Regions from separate parts of the Sus scrofa genome. Here regions 1 and 3 are each linked to region 2. The links are chromatin contacts, called in public Hi-C maps. All regions are on one chromosome and are shown on one strand. Each heading gives the region's core, a stretch centred on a gene start, on an enhancer-like site or on the middle of the called end of the contact. The rest is flanking DNA. Distances are from core to core; before and after follow the strand shown. Region 1 holds the start of UCK1 (uridine-cytidine kinase 1). Region 2 holds the start of PRRC2B (protein PRRC2B). Region 3 overlaps PRRC2B (protein PRRC2B).

Region 1 (2,700 bases), core at 197-2,696, 120 kb before region 2:
TACACCACAGCCACAGCATCACCAGATCCAAGCTGTGTCTGCAACATACACCACAGCTCATGGCCACGCTGGATCCTTAACCCGCTGAGCGAGGCCAGGGATGGAACCCGCAATCTCATGGTTCCTAGTCAGATTCATTTCCACTGCACCACGACGGGAACTCCTCTTGGGGTCTGTTGTTGAACCTCTGCCACCATGGGGTGCCCCGGGTTCCATTTGTATGTGTTTATTTCACAGTCATTACATTCACCCCTAACATCTGAGATGTAAGGGACACCATGGCCACATCACTGCCAAGGTCACTCAGCAGAGGCAAGGTTGGAACCCAGCTCTCCCCAGAGCCTGGTGTCCAACCTCACCGTGCTGCCCGGAAGCGTGGGAATGGACCTCCCTGTTTTGAGCTAGAGTTCCTCTCAGTTAGGGGGTGGTTTTCCCACACTGGTCAGCTGCCCTTTCATCAGCTTCCCTCTGCCCAGGTCCCAGGGCTCAGGAGGCCCGCGTCTCCTTGTACCCTCTCTGATCAGCAGAACTGTCCTGTAACCCTTCCCGAGATGGGTTAATGCCTCTGCAGTCACATGGGCAGTGACTTCACCTGATGCCCCCATGTTGAAATAGTCTCTCCTGAATCAAATTGCAACATCATCAAATATTCATGGAGAGCTCACAAGACATTAGGAGCTAGACCTGCAAAGAGAGTCTTGATACCATTGGGGGGAATACACAATTTGAGTCAATGTGTATTTGCCTTCTCTGTGCCAGGCACTGAGAGTGCAGGTGGAACCCAGCTGTTTCTTGGCTCACGGCCTGCCTCCTGCCTGAATCTAAAAAGACGACTTCTGCCCACAAGGTTGAGGAAGCCAGGAACTTGCTGCCAGAGGCAGCAGGGAGCCACGGAAGGCTCTAGCGGGGGAGCGGGTAGGTGACAGCGTTAGAAAACACTACAAAGTGCTAGGTGGCCAGTGTGTAGGCTGGGCTGAAGTGAGGGCGAGCCAAGGCAGGGCTAAGGCTGTGCTCAGCCAGGAGAGGTCGGGCCCTGATGATGCAGGCAGGAGCTGAGCGGGAAGGGGAGGTGCAGAGGTGAAGCCGCGCTCAAGGTGACCGCACACGAAGCAGCAAAACCAGTTCTAGTTTCCGACCAGCTCAGGGGGCTCAGCGCTGGCGCTGGCCCAAGTCCCCACTCTAGCCTTTCAGTCCGGAGGGGATCATTTCCAACGGGTGGAGGGAACCTTCCCGGAGGCTGCCCCGCATCTAGAGATGCCTGCAGCTAGTTACGGTACTGAGTGACTTTTGTCCTTTGCAGCAAAAACACAAACCAAAAACACAAAGCAAAAAACCTGCCACGGAGCGGCCGCTCAGCATCCATTGGGAGCAGCGGCCGGGCCCGGCCCGCGCATGCGCAGCGCCTTCGGCTGCCTGGGACTACAAGTCCCGCCGTGCCCCGCGCGCGCCCGCGGCCGCTTGCCTCCCGGAAGTGGAGCTGGGGGGCAGCGTCTCAGATCTCTGCGCTGGGGCTGGCTGGCCGGCTGGTTCGGGGTGGCGGCGGGAGCGAGGAACCCGATGCGGGCGAGCGGCACCGGGGATGGCTGCGGCTGGAGGCGGGGACTGCGAGGGCGCGGCGCCCGAGGCGGACCGTCCTCACCAGCGGCCCTTCCTGATCGGGGTGAGCGGCGGCACCGCGAGCGGCAAGGTAAGGGGCTGGGCGGCGCGGCGGGGCCTGCGCGTCACCCCGACCCCCGGTCCCTAGGGATTCCGGGGCCCGATGCGGCCTTTGTCCAAAGAGAGACCCCAGCCCCAAGCTGCTGAGGCTGGGGGCGGAGGGTCCCCCGAGGACTAGGCTTGGACCCGGCGCAGGCAAGAGGAGGGGGGAGCCGAGCCCTGGACCCTGGGGGCCACCCCAGACTCCCCGCTGGCCTGGCCTCTCGTGGCTTCTAGGCCTGCGCGGCTCCAGCCAGTGCCCCGAGGCCCTCCCGCCAAGTGCAGCCCCGCCTGCCACTGGCCGGTCTGGCAGCCCCTCAGGGAGTTGCTGGGTCAGGGTGGGCGTTTCCAGGCGGGGATCCTGTTTCTCTGTTCCCAGTCAACTGTCTGTGAGAAGATCATGGAGCTGCTGGGACAGAATGAAGTAGACCACAGGCAGCGGAAGCTGGTCATCCTGAGCCAAGACAGGTTCTATAAGGTCCTGACCCCGGAGCAGAAGGCCAAGGCCTTGAAGGGACAGTACAATTTTGACCATCCAGGTAGAGAGAGACTCCAGGGGTGAGGAGGGAGTGGGGGAGGAGGCAGACCGCAGAGACTGGGTCCGGGTTGGACAGGGATAAGAAGAGACCTGAGTGGTTCCGTGAAATCACCGCGGTGGCGGGCTGCGTGCCTGAGCCAGGAGGTCACTCCCAAGCTCTCTGGGCCCTGGGTGGCTCCCTGGGTTGGACTCGCAGGAAGTCCACACCCCAGGAGGTCTTCAGGACCACTGCTCTGCCCCTAACTTCTGTGGTCATGGAGCTGTCCCCCTGCTTCCTGTGCTAAGGGCCCTCTGCACAGGCCACATCCACTGTGGCCTTTCGTTTCCCCACCCTCCCTGGGGGGCAGAGTCCTCCAGAGGCCAGCAGTGGGGGGCAGCGTGTAAACGCGGACCAGAGGCCTTTGAGGCTCCGTTTCCTGGTCTGGTCAGGGGCCAGCGGAACAGGTCAAGATGGGATGGATAAGGGG
Region 2 (2,700 bases), core at 20-2,519:
AGGGGGGAAAAAAAATCAGGGGCAATTTCACAATCCTGTAAACCAAAGCCTTCTAAAGGTTTCTTTCTCCCGGGCAGCCATTTAGCAAATGACACACTCAGGAGAGCCTCCCAGCCCCCTTCTCCCACTTCCTTCGAGCTAACCATTCCCTGGAAAAACACCTCCTCGGCTTGCCTAAAGGTGGGCTCGGAACTCCCAAGATATCAGAAGAGAAACGAAAAACAAACGCCTTCCCACTTTATGTAGGCAAATGCACTCTTCGGAGGCCCGCGATTTCAACAGTGCTGTGTTTTACTCAGGAGGCAGAAGGGAGGAAAAAAAGAAATAGGAAGAGAGAAAAAAAAAAATCCATCTGGCAGGCCCTGAGAAGCGACATCCTGTTTATTATTAAACATGTTCAGCAACAGAGCATTAAGTGTTTTGAAAATAATCCTCCCGGTCCCGCACTCAAACCGCGGCCGTCTGGGCGCCTGCTAACCCCCCCAGCCCCTCGCACACAGCCCAGAAGCCCCTGACCGCCAACTTCGGGGACCCCCGGGGGACCCGCAAAGGCTCGGCGGCTCCACCCCCGCCCCCCGGGGCCGCTTCGGCGAGCAGGCAAGATGGGGCCGGCGGCAGGAAACGGCCCCCGCGCCCCGACCACCCGGGTCCGGGCAGAAAGGCGGCTCCGGGGACTCGTCCCCCGAGACCCCCGGCCGCGCGGCGCCCAGGCCCGGCCTCCGGGGCGCGGGAGCAGCGGCCCGACCCCGCCGCCCGCCCGAGCCGAGGCCGCGCGGCGCCGCCACAACAATGGCGAGCGGGTCCCCGCCGCCCGCCTGGCCGCCACCCCCGCCGCCCCCGGCCCGGCCCCGCAGGCCAACGGCGGCGGCGCGGGGCGGGCCGAGCCCGGCGCTCGCGGACAAAGGTCGGCCGGGCCCGGGCTCGCCGCTGTCAGTCAGCCGCCGCCGAGACAAAGCCGGCCCGGCCGCGCCGCCTCCATCTTAGCGCCGCGCCCGCCGCCGCCGCCGCCGCCGCCCCGGCCCGGCCCCGCGCCGCCCCGCGCCCCGGGCCCACCTGGTCTGGTTCCGCGGGCGCGACTGGGCCGGGCGATGGCGGTCGGGCGGCGGTCGGGCGCGGAGGCGGCGGGATGGCGGCGGATTGCGAGGCGGCGGCGCGGCTGCTCGCTCGCTCGCTCCCTCCCTCCCCGGCTCGCACGTCGCTCGCTCGCTGAAGCCTCGGAGCCTGTGTCTCGCCGCTCGCCTCCCTCTCGCGCTCGGCTCCCCGCCCCCCGCCTGCCGCCGCCCCGCCTCCTCCCGCCTCCTCCTCGCGCCGCCGCCGCCGCCGCCGCCCGCAGCCGCACCTCCGCCCGCGCAGCGCCCCCTGCCGCGCCTCCCGGGATCCGCGGCGCCCGCCCCGCCCCCGGGCCTGAGGTGGGGGCTGGGGTCCCGGGAGGGGGAGGGGCCGGGCAGAGACGGGGGAGGGGGACAAGGGGGGGACTGGGAAAGGCGGGGTGCGGGGAGGGGCCTGGGGAAGCGGAAAGGGCGCGGAGCGGGGGCTGCAGGGACTGGGGGACGGGGAAGGGGCCTGGGAAGGGGGAACTCGGGAGGAGGGCCCCAGAAGCGGCCAGGGGAGAGAAGGGGGCGTCCGTGAAGCGCTGGGAGGGGAGGAGGCCCAGCGGAGGGGGCGGGGCGAGAGGCGGGGAGAGGGGTCCGGAAGAAGGGGGGCTGGGCTGGAGGGGGCCGGGGGCGGGGGAGGCCCTGTCGCAGGGAGGGTTGGGAAGGGAGGGGGGAGAGCCCGGATCTCCGCCCCCTCCCCCTGCAGAACTGCAGCGCCTGCTGCCAGACCGTGAGCCGGGGTTTGGTTAAAATATGTATTTGATATGTGCACCGAAAGGAAACTGAAATAATACATTGTTAATTCCAAGGCAAGGTTGTTGCACAGTCTGGATACTTTATTCCATTTTCGTAAGAGGAAAAAGAAGAAGTCAGTCCTCCGGAGTGTTTTGTGTATTTGCGTGAATGCAAAACAAAAGGTCAGGGAGAGTGGGCCCCGCTCTTGGTTACCTCCGCGGTCGCAGAGGTCTGGGGAGGACTCTCGATGTTTACTCTAGGTACTTTGGCAATTAGAAAAACAAGCAGTGTGAAAAAGCAAAGACAAAAAGAAATGTATCTGGAACCTGGAATACGAATCATCTTTGGCCCTCGTCCATAATACGCTGTAAAGAGCGAAGAACGCCAGCCGCAGGGGAGTGGTTGATCTCATTCAATCCCAACTCCGGGGCAGAAAATACTTTCCAATTCGCGGGTGACCAAGAGAGACAGACTCTGAGAGGTTAAGTAACCCGCCCAAGGCCACACAGCCGGGCCTGGGAGGAAAGGTCACCCACTTCAGCCTAACTAGGTTTAGAGTTGAGGTTGTGGTAAGCACAATGCCTGGCACATAGTAGGCATTCAGTAAATATTGATTGGTTTCTTGAATGGAGGAATGAGCGTCTGGCCCTTGACCTTGTTGGCGGCGATACAAGGGACTCTGGGACTCTAAGAATCAGAAGTTTGGAGTTCCCCAATGTGGCACAAAGGAACTGAATCCCACCGGGAACCATGAGGTTGTGGGTTCGATCCCTGGCTCAGGTCCGGCATTGCCGAGAGCTATGGTGTGGGTCGCACACGCGGCTCGGATCTGGCGTTACTGTGCCTCTGGGGTAGTCCGGCAGCTGTAGCT
Region 3 (2,700 bases), core at 114-2,613, 65 kb before region 2:
TGAAACAGAGGAATTAAGAAACCAAAAAGAGGCTTTTTAAAACGGCGCTAGACAAACCTTGGGAAAGACTAATCAAGGGAAAAGAGAGAGGAGAGAGAGAAACGAATATTGAGAATGGAAAAAGGGACAAAAGGACGCAGCAGAATACAGAACTTAAAGCAGTTTACAGGCAAGACAGACACTCCTGGTGGCGGGCGCTAGGACCCTACCCTCCTCCTGCAAACAAGGAGGGTAAACTCAGACTGGCGTGAGACTCGCAAAGAGGACAGACGGAATCCAGGGGGTCTGTCGACCTCCGAAGGCAGCACCCTTCAACCGCCTGCCACCCCGGGCTCTCCAGCGGGATGGCCCACTCGGCCACGTGCTTACCTGAGGGGTGCAGGGCCGAGGGGTAGAGGTCCACGGGGGTCCGCGCGGGCGGGATCCGCGGGTCCAGGTAGGAGGGCATCATCATCCAGCGGGGGTCGAAGCCCAGCATCTGAGGGTGGTGCGGGTAGAAGGAGCGCTGCGGGTGGGACGGCGGAGGGTACACGGGCTGCCAGTGCTGCATCTTGTACAGCTGCTCCTGACCAGGAAGAGAGCTCAGGCTGCACGGGGCTGCAAGGGGCTGCACGGGACTGCAGCCAGAGGCTGTGCGTGCGCACCTGCGCTCTTCCAGCCTCCTGTCAGGTGGCACAGAAACCCCGGCCCAGAACAGAAGACCAAAGGGGAGGCCCCAGGGTGTTACAGCGCTCGGGCTCAGGCCCCTCCCAGGACTCATGGACAGTCGCGCCATCATCACAGCTGGGCCTTGGGCTCCTGGGCTGCACAAGGCCGACTGGGTTTTCATGTAGACCACACACTCCTGGAGCTGACCTGGAAAGCACGGCTCCCAGGGCACCGCTCCCTGTCTACACCCACCACCCGGGGGTGCCCCTCCTCTCTTTCCTCCTGACGTCCGTCAATCCGCTCTCCGCAGAGATGCCCTGACCCCAGCTCTCCACCTAGGCGCCCAAATCCCACAGGCTGGCTCGTGACGCCAGGGCCTGGCAGCTCCTGCCCCACCGGCCTCTCTAATCACCTCCCACGACTGCCCAGGCTCTGGGCTCCACGCCTCTATCACCAGACTTGGTACGTAGAAAATTCACCGCACAAAAGGATGAACATAAAGTCTCAATCAAGTGTCAAAAATCAACGCCCGGACCCAGTGAGGGTTCACTGCAGACCCTGTTCCACAGCACCTGTCACCTCCAGGGCTGGCCTCACAGGTGCATCCACAGCCAGCGTCCTGGCAGGACGCCGGCGCAGAGTCAGACGAGGAGGCCAGCCGACCCGGCACGCCCTTTCCTGCCAGCCCGTTGGCACAAGCCCAGCCTGGGCTGGGTTCCCTGGACGGCTCGCCGGCACTTCAGGCACCTCTGGGAGCACTCGGCACTCAGTAAGAAGAGCCCTCCTGGCCCCACAGGAGGCCACAGGCTCTCTGCCCACGGCTCCTCCTCCTGTCTAGACCCCAGGTCCCCGAGGAATCCGACCAGACAGTCCGCCTGCCAGCACGTCCAGACCGCTTGCTGTTCCTAGAGAAGGCTTTTTACCCACCAGTGACCCCAGAAGAGTTACCCAGAGCCGCTGTGACTGCTGTGTCTACCACTGCAGGGCTCTCCCCAGTCATCGGTGGTTCTCAGCAGGCCCAGGGGGAGCGGCACTGAGCCGCTCACACTGCAGAAGCACAATGAACGTGACTTCCTGTTTAGAGCAGAGGATGCAATGAGCTTCTGGAACCCTGCTTAGGAGGATCTGGGGTGAAGGTTCTAAAGGCAAGTACAGGAGATTCTGGGAAAGGCCAGAAACTCTGATCTGTTTCCCCAGGACACCCACACCGTGAAACTTTTTTTTTTTTTTTTTGCTTTTTAGGGCCACATCTGCGGCATGTGGACGTTCCCAGGCTAGGGGTCAAATTGGAGCTACAGCCGCCAGCCTACACCACAGCCACAGCAACGTGGGAGCCGAGCTGCACCTGCGACCTACACCACAGCTCACGGCAACACCGGATCCTTAACGCACTGAGCGAGGCCAGGGATCGAACCCGCAACCTCATGGTTCCCAGTCAGATTCCTCTCTGCTGTGCCATGACAGGAACTCCTGAAACATTTTGACTGGTAATAACTTACTACACATCTAGCTGCCGAGCTAAGGTCTGTCTGTGCGTGATCTCGGTTTCCCGCAAAATGAAAAATAAGCCCCTTCTTTGATTAACTTGTAAGACAAATAAATAACCACCAGGGAGTGGTTCTGGCTGAGAAGGCGAGTGTGCCTACAGAAGACTGCTCTGCGCACAAGAGCCACCCAGTGACCTTCAGAGCAAAACGCAGGTCCTTTTTAAGGTCTATGAAACACAAACAAAGACAACACTGATAAGCCAGCTCACAGGCATCATAAAACCTGCACTGCCTGAGAGGCAGGCATTCATTCCTTCTGGTTACATGGACGTGTCCAAGGACACACGTGACCAGACAAGCGACACCATCAGGACCAGAACCCAAGGCTATCCGATCCAGAACCTTTAGACCTACACCCCACCTCAAAGCTGGCCCATCTCTCTCTCAAGCTCACCAAGCGGCTCCCAAGGCCCTCCTTCCTCCTTAGGAGGCTCCCAGGGTGGGGGCCGCAGTCAGTGCAAGGACTGGCCACGCTGTACCACTCTCAACGGAGAAAGCCACGCAG

What was found. A called contact is a pair of places that touch in the nucleus more often than the background predicts.
Region 1: a contact with region 2 is called in a Hi-C map of skeletal muscle, with 4 times the contacts expected there. The contact joins the promoter of UCK1 here to the promoter of PRRC2B in region 2. A contact is called at or near these places in 2 of 5 promoter capture datasets (fetal skeletal muscle and liver), 5 of 47 Hi-C or Micro-C datasets (heart right ventricle, liver, retroperitoneal adipose tissue and 1 more) and 1 of 2 datasets of contacts at active chromatin or transcription factors (alveolar macrophages).
Region 3: a Hi-C map of skeletal muscle shows a contact between it and region 2, with 4 times the contacts expected there. The contact joins the enhancer-like site here to the promoter of PRRC2B in region 2. A contact is called at or near these places in 1 of 5 promoter capture datasets (liver), 4 of 47 Hi-C or Micro-C datasets (alveolar macrophages, embryonic fibroblasts, heart right ventricle and 1 more) and 2 of 2 datasets of contacts at active chromatin or transcription factors (alveolar macrophages and skeletal muscle).

The regions. Positions count from the first base shown.
Region 1 is chr1:271,452,557-271,455,256 of Sscrofa11.1, reverse strand. It overlaps UCK1 (uridine-cytidine kinase 1), which reads left to right and starts at 1,446. Exons shown (of 7, transcript XM_003122250.4): 1 at 1,446-1,687; 2 at 2,075-2,234. The coding sequence starts at 1,580.
Region 2 is chr1:271,335,349-271,338,048 of Sscrofa11.1, reverse strand. It overlaps PRRC2B (protein PRRC2B), which reads right to left and starts at 1,269. Exons shown (of 33, transcript XR_002337933.1): 1 at 1,054-1,269.
Region 3 is chr1:271,400,279-271,402,978 of Sscrofa11.1, reverse strand. It overlaps PRRC2B (protein PRRC2B), which reads right to left. Exons shown (of 33, transcript XR_002337933.1): 14 at 370-565. Among named protein-coding and RNA genes, the nearest start is that of POMT1, 31 kb to the left of the region's middle. Within about 2 kb of position 1,363, at least 12 of the 83 cell types and tissues checked have an H3K27ac peak or open chromatin away from gene starts, as enhancers often do. A contact at or near this core is called in skeletal muscle, where this site is marked.